Regions from separate parts of the Mus musculus genome. Here region 1 is linked to region 2. A link is a contact called in public HiChIP or PLAC-seq data. All regions are on one chromosome and are shown on one strand. The core of a region is the stretch at or near the end of the contact, and the rest is flanking DNA. Distances in the headings are between cores, read along the strand shown. Region 1 overlaps Gm19765 (predicted gene, 19765). Region 2 has its middle 38 kb from the start of Fchsd2.

Evidence for each region. HiChIP or PLAC-seq counts read pairs in DNA pulled down with a chosen protein or histone mark.
Region 1: an H3K27ac HiChIP or PLAC-seq map of microglia shows a contact between it and region 2, with 6 times the contacts expected there. The contact joins two enhancer-like sites. A contact is called at or near these places in 6 of 484 Hi-C or Micro-C datasets (CD4 T cells, embryonic stem cells, nephron progenitors and 2 more) and 1 of 115 datasets of contacts at active chromatin or transcription factors (microglia).

Annotation. Positions count from the first base shown.
Region 1 is chr7:101,549,819-101,552,659 of GRCm38.p6, reverse strand. Gm19765 (predicted gene, 19765) reads right to left here. Exons shown (of 3, transcript NR_166075.1): 2 at 2,604-2,729. It also overlaps the pseudogene Art2a. Among named protein-coding and RNA genes, the nearest start is that of Gm19765, 3.4 kb to the right of the region's middle. Within about 2 kb of position 1,354, at least 59 of the 459 cell types and tissues checked have an H3K27ac peak or open chromatin away from gene starts, as enhancers often do. A contact at or near this core is called in microglia, where this site is marked.
Region 2 is chr7:101,069,012-101,072,127 of GRCm38.p6, reverse strand. No RefSeq gene overlaps it. Among named protein-coding and RNA genes, the nearest start is that of Fchsd2, 38 kb to the left of the region's middle. Within about 2 kb of position 1,542, at least 49 of the 459 cell types and tissues checked have an H3K27ac peak or open chromatin away from gene starts, as enhancers often do. A contact at or near this core is called in microglia, where this site is marked.

The DNA.
Region 1 (2,841 bases), core at 105-2,604, 480 kb before region 2:
TCTGCTTTAGCATTCATGACATCTATAAGCATCCAAGGTATCTTCTGGGTCTGTCTTGAAACTTTGCACTTTGACTTCAAATTACGACTCTTTCCACACTTTGCTATGATCAAAAAGCAATGTTTATCTGCCTCGTCAGCAGTAAGAGATTTAAAGTATGCAATTCGTGGTGAATTTTATAATCTAGGGAAATAAAAATTTATAATCACAGCTTGCTTTATAACTAGATATTTCTATAAATTTTATTATTTGTCTGAGAAGCTCTTCTAAAGTATGAAATCTGATTCCCACACTTCTGCAGCTGAGAAAGTTCATATTCCACATTTCTCACAGACGCTCTTGCAGGACAAGTTCCATGGGCCATAAACATCAGTTTTGATCCAGTTAAAATCTACTCCCTACTCTACCCCATTAGAAATACAACCAGCTACTGAGCCCTGTCAGTTTACTTGAATAACCTTGATTGTCTCTAAAGACATAATTAAGCAAATTAATTTTTTGAGTCAGGGTTCCTCTGTGTAACACACCTGCCTGTAGTAGAAATTTCTTTGTAGAATAGGCTAGCCTCAAATTCACAGAGATATGCCTGCCTCTGCCTGCTGAATGCTGGGATTAATGGCATGTACCACCACCCCCTGGCTAAGGTCATTAAATTTTTAAAATTGTATTATTTCTGTATGTGCATGATGTGGGTGTGCTAATGCCTCAGAATGTGGGAAGGGATTGTTGGGAGCAAACAAAGAGACTTGTTCTAAGTGCTGCCATTTTGTTTTCCGACTCCACTTAATCATAGGGGGAAACTAAGTTCAAGGCCCCAGCCCTAGGGAAACTGGGGACTTCCCAATAGCTGAAGTCTGTTGTAAAGTGACAGTTGTCTGAGTTCAGCTATCTCAGGGGCAACTTCTCTGTTTTGCTGGCAGGGTCAAACTAAGTTCATATTCCCAGGCCCAGAAACCAACTCCTATCCTGACATAAGTGGAAACTCCCTTATGTCAAAATATGGTTGGAGAATGCTACAGTCCACCACACAGTCCCTCAATTTATGATTTCATTCTTTAAATATGCTGTCTGACTTCCCTTCAGGGTTGGAGTTCAGCTCCTGAGTCTGTTCTGCAGCCCTGATCTAGCCTTAGCAGCTTGATTACAATGAGTTTTTGTCATCTGCCTCAGCCTGGTGTTTGAGTTCTGTTGGATCTAAGCAGACCCCATAACAGGGTCAGAAGATAACTCAGGGCATCAGCTCTCTCCTTCCACCCTTATGAACGTTCCAGGAATCAAACTCAGGTTCTCAGCATACACAGGAAGCATTTTAACCGCTGAACCAGCTCACCTCCCAGACAGGCACATTTTGAGGCATATATGGGTCAGGAAGTCTGTGCCCTGTATTTACCAAGGGTGGGTTCAGCTCACGTGAACAAAGATTCCCTTACTCCCCCTTCCCCACTCTCCATGCATGAAGATAGTCCTGTCTTGTTTGCCAGTAAGCAACAGCCAATGTTTGAATTGTGCAAGATGAAACAAGGTGATCTGGTTGCAGTGGTGCTCGCCTTTAGTCCCAGCACCCAGGAGACGAGGCAAAAGAATCTTATGACTTTAAGGCCAGCCTGGTCTATGTAGCAAGTTTCCAGGGAGCCAGAGATACATAATGAAACCTGCCTTAAAACAACAACATTACAACAACAGCAACAAAACAAACAAGCACACACCAAAAAACCCCAGCAAAACAAAACCCCAAAAAACCCAGCAAAACAAAACATTGTCGATAGAGTCAAAAAAAACTGAACCACTCAGGCACAGACAGGAAGTGGATCACAGGGGTGGCCTTTAAAACTCAGGGTAGGAAAGTAGATTCAATAAATGGAATGAAGGCAACTGGCTCTCAGATCCTTACACGAGCCTGTTAAGTAACATTCATGGTAAACCACTGCTTGGAACAAGACTCCTATGCCAGGCCCCAGCTGACCAGTTCTTTCTTGCCTCTGAAACCAGTTCCCACTGCTCAGCAGGATAGCGGACTCCTTCTGTTTTGTGGAACAAGATGTTGCCTGGCTCTGGAGTAGATACTAAAAGGCCAATTTGATCTCTAAGCTAAACCTGCTCTCTCCCTTTCCCCCTCTCCCTCCCCTCCCCTCTCTCTGTTTTTCAAGACACCATACATAAGAGTCCTCCTGAAAACGGGCTGGAAAGGTGCCTCAGTGGTTAAGAGCACTGTCTGTTCTTCCAAAGCTCTGAGTTTAATTCCCAGCAACCACACAAAGGCTCTCAACCATCTGTAATGGGATCTGATGCCTTTTTCTGGTATATCTAAAGACAGTGTATTCACATTCATAAAATAAATAAATCTTTTTTTAAAGTTACCTGAAAAATTAAAGGTTTAAATGTAAAAAATTAACTTCTGAAATTATTACTAAAATGTAGAAAAATATTTATCATCAGAGCAAGGGGGGGGGGGTCAGGAGAGGCTTATTTCATCTCCATGCCTAATTCAGACCACCCACCCAGGGCTCTGTTCATAGTCCCTCCTGGAATGCAGGATGCTTGGGACACCAACACAACCATTCTCCCACAGTTTCTGAGGCAAGATAAGGGGACAATATACGAACGTGTGACTGGATCCCTGGGTCTTCCTTTATCACTGTTCATAATGATATTATCCTCTTCAGACACAGTTCAGTGATCAAAGCAAGTCACCCAGCTATCTCGAGCTTCAAAAAATGCCTTCAAGATGTCTGCAAGGGCAAGAAAGGGAGGTCACTTACAACAAACCTGATTCATTGAGAAATATTTCTTGAGACCACGAAAAGCACAGTCAAAGAGAAACAAAACCAGCACAATTATAAC
Region 2 (3,116 bases), core at 293-2,792:
CTACGGAGTCTTTCACACATAAAACTTCTGTATATTTTCATGTTTCTTGTTGGGACCCTGGATGATTCTGTCCCTCAAATTCTATTGGCTAAAAGAACTTAGAAGGTGTTTGTGTGGGGGGGTCAAAGAATAAAAGCAGGCACCAGACAGGGGGCCCAGCAGGCAGGTCAGAGGGGGTACAGCCAGGGGACCCAGCAGGCAGGCCAGCAGTGACCAATAGCAAGGGCTAGATTCTCCACAGCTAACCCAAAGTTCCGGGTTTACTCTCTTCCCTTGGGTAGATTTCAGCCATCAAGAAGACTGGCATTTTCTAGGGCTCCCCCAAGCCCCAAACATGCTGGTCAGATGGAGGACAAACCAGGGCCAGCAAGATGGCTCAGCAGGTGAAGCACTTATCTCTCAAGGCTGGTGACCTGAGCTTGATCTTTGGGCTCCATGGTGAAACGACAGAATCTGGTGTCTCTAACCTACAGACACACCCACCCTCTCACACATGTGATAATAATAAAATTGTTTTTCACCAAAGAAACGACTCAGGAACTTGACCTGTCGGAACACCATGCAGCGGTTTCTCCTGCGAGATGGCTCTAGGCATGCACTGTTCTTTTCCTCAGAGGAGCGGAGGGGTGCTACTGCTGAGGCGGACAGGGACTAAAGGTGTGGAACAACAAAGATGTGGGGCTGAGACTTGCCTCCGAAAGCAGAGCAAGTCAGAGAAAGATCCAGGCTCAAAGCTTCCCCAGAAAATCCCACCAGCTCACTGGTCTTGTAATGCCTATGCAGCTACATAACCGAGGAGGGTTCCAAACGGCCCAAAGATGCCTCCAGAAAGAGGCTAGATGGGGGAGACGTCTGCAGGAAGGGGAGAGGGCTTCTCTAGAAGCCGCTTACTAAGCCACAGCGCTCCAGCTGTCTGCTCTGCTGCTCTGGAAATGACGTGGCCAGGAGGGAGCAGGGCTGTGTACAAAAGGTCTCCAAGGGTGTTTAAGGGCCAGAGAGTTCTGAAAATAGGTGGTCTCTAGAGATGACTATGTGAACAAACTTGCCACTTTGTCAGGACCAGTGTCTGATGCATGGGCCTGGGAGAAAACCAGGATTACCCCCTCCCGTTCTCCATGCTGGCTTCATATAAAAGCTTTTGGAACTTCAAGGATAGGAACCAGAGAGCCAGCTCACAGCCCCTGGGCCAAGCAGTGTGACTCAAACTTAGAGGAGAAGCTAGGGGACAAAAGGACAGCCTGCCACTACCTGGAGGAACACTTGGCAAGGTGGGGATGGGGGTGGGGTCAAGATACAAGTGAAGAGCCCTAAGAATCACACACATTGTCTATATGGAGAGACCACCAGATCAACACCCAGGGCAGACTGATTCAGAAAAGGTCAGGGGTCTCTGTCCACCAGAGAGACGTTATCTGTGGAAGAATTTGCCAGTCCCCTCCCCCCTTGAATTAGTTAAAAATGGTTGGGCTTCCCTGACAGCTCATAATCGGCCTATCTCCATCTCCCAGCTGCTAGTATTATAGGCCCGAGCCACCAGAAAAGAGAAGTTGTAAACTGGGCTGAGGATCAGGAAGTTCCGTAAGTTTTATGTTCAGAAAAATGGGAGAGGGCCAGGCAGTGGTGGCAGAAGGCAGAAGGCAGAAGGCAGAAGGCAGAAGGCAGAAGGCAGAAGGCAGAGGCAGAGGCAGAGGCAGGTTGTTCTCTGTGAGTTTGTGGCCAGCCTGGTCTACAGAGTGAGTTCTAGGACATCCAGGGCCACACAGAAAAATCCTGTCTCAAAAGCCCCAAAAAGAGTGGGGGTGGGGAGAGTGTAACAGAGAGCTGTGGGAGAAACAACACACACACATTTATTCTCTACCTCTACCAGCCCAGTATCTATAATGGGACAGTGTATTCTCACTAGGGTGTCTCCCAAAACTCCTCACAGAACAGGCCACCTGTAGTTACAAGGCCACTGCATATCCAGCTGACCAAGGCCCAGGTTCTGTTTCCACTGTTCATAGTGTGAGAGCTCCAAACTCCTGTTGTGGGAGAAGAGTGGGACTTAAAACTTCAGATATTTCATAATTCCCACAATAATAGCCATGAGCTGGGATGGCTAAGCAAGGAAAGGTTCTTGTCACACCATATGAGTTCAATCCTTGAAACCCATGTAATAGGTGGGAGGAGAAAATAGATTCTACAAAGTTGTCCTTTCTTATACACCACACACACACACACACACACACACCACACACACACACACACACACACACACACACACACACCATGGCATAAGCACCACAATTGCACCATACATCAAACACACACACACATACTAATAAAAAAAATAACCTGGGCAGGGCATAACACTTCTGAGACATCCCCAGATACCCAGATGCTTGGAATGCCACTAAAACGAACAGGTAAATGGTGGCGAGATGGAAGAGAACGAGAAGCAGATAGTGTTTGCACAGTGAAGAGAGGCAGAACTGGAGACTCGAAGGTAGCGAGGAACAGCCTGATGTGAGTAGCCAGTGCTGCCACCCGAGGCCATGGTGAGGTCCTGGCCTGTGCTCTTCTGAGGGCCATGTTTGGGTTCATGCAGCAGTGGGGGTGGGGGTGGGGTCTGTTACCACCAAAGGCCATGGGGAAATCCCTGGTTTGAGATGTCACCTGGGGTCATGTTGATGCCTGAGGGCTGTGCAGAACTGGCCTCCCGTACATCAATGAGGGAGCACAAAAGATGTGGCCTTGGTTGCAGGGGTGAGGGTGGGGAAGGGTGAGGGTTACTGGTGAGCAAGAGAGTGAGTATAGGAGAACTGGCTGGAGTTCTTATCTAAGCAGTATGGGAGAACCGGCCCCAAGGGCGAGAGAGCAGGAAAGCTGGTTCTGGTCTGCACTAGATGCAAGTGGGCTCATACTTTGCCTGGGCAACACAGAAGAGCTGGCCCTGGTGGCAGGGCCATGGGTAAGCTGGCCCCACCCCTCTTCTGATCTGGCAGAACCAAAAGCTGCAAGATCTCCAGACACAGGGCAACAACAGGATATCCATGAGGAGTCCAGTCGGGGGTCTTGTACTGAGAGTATAGCAGAAGCCAGACGCCCTGACTAGAGCAATGACTCACTGCAACGAT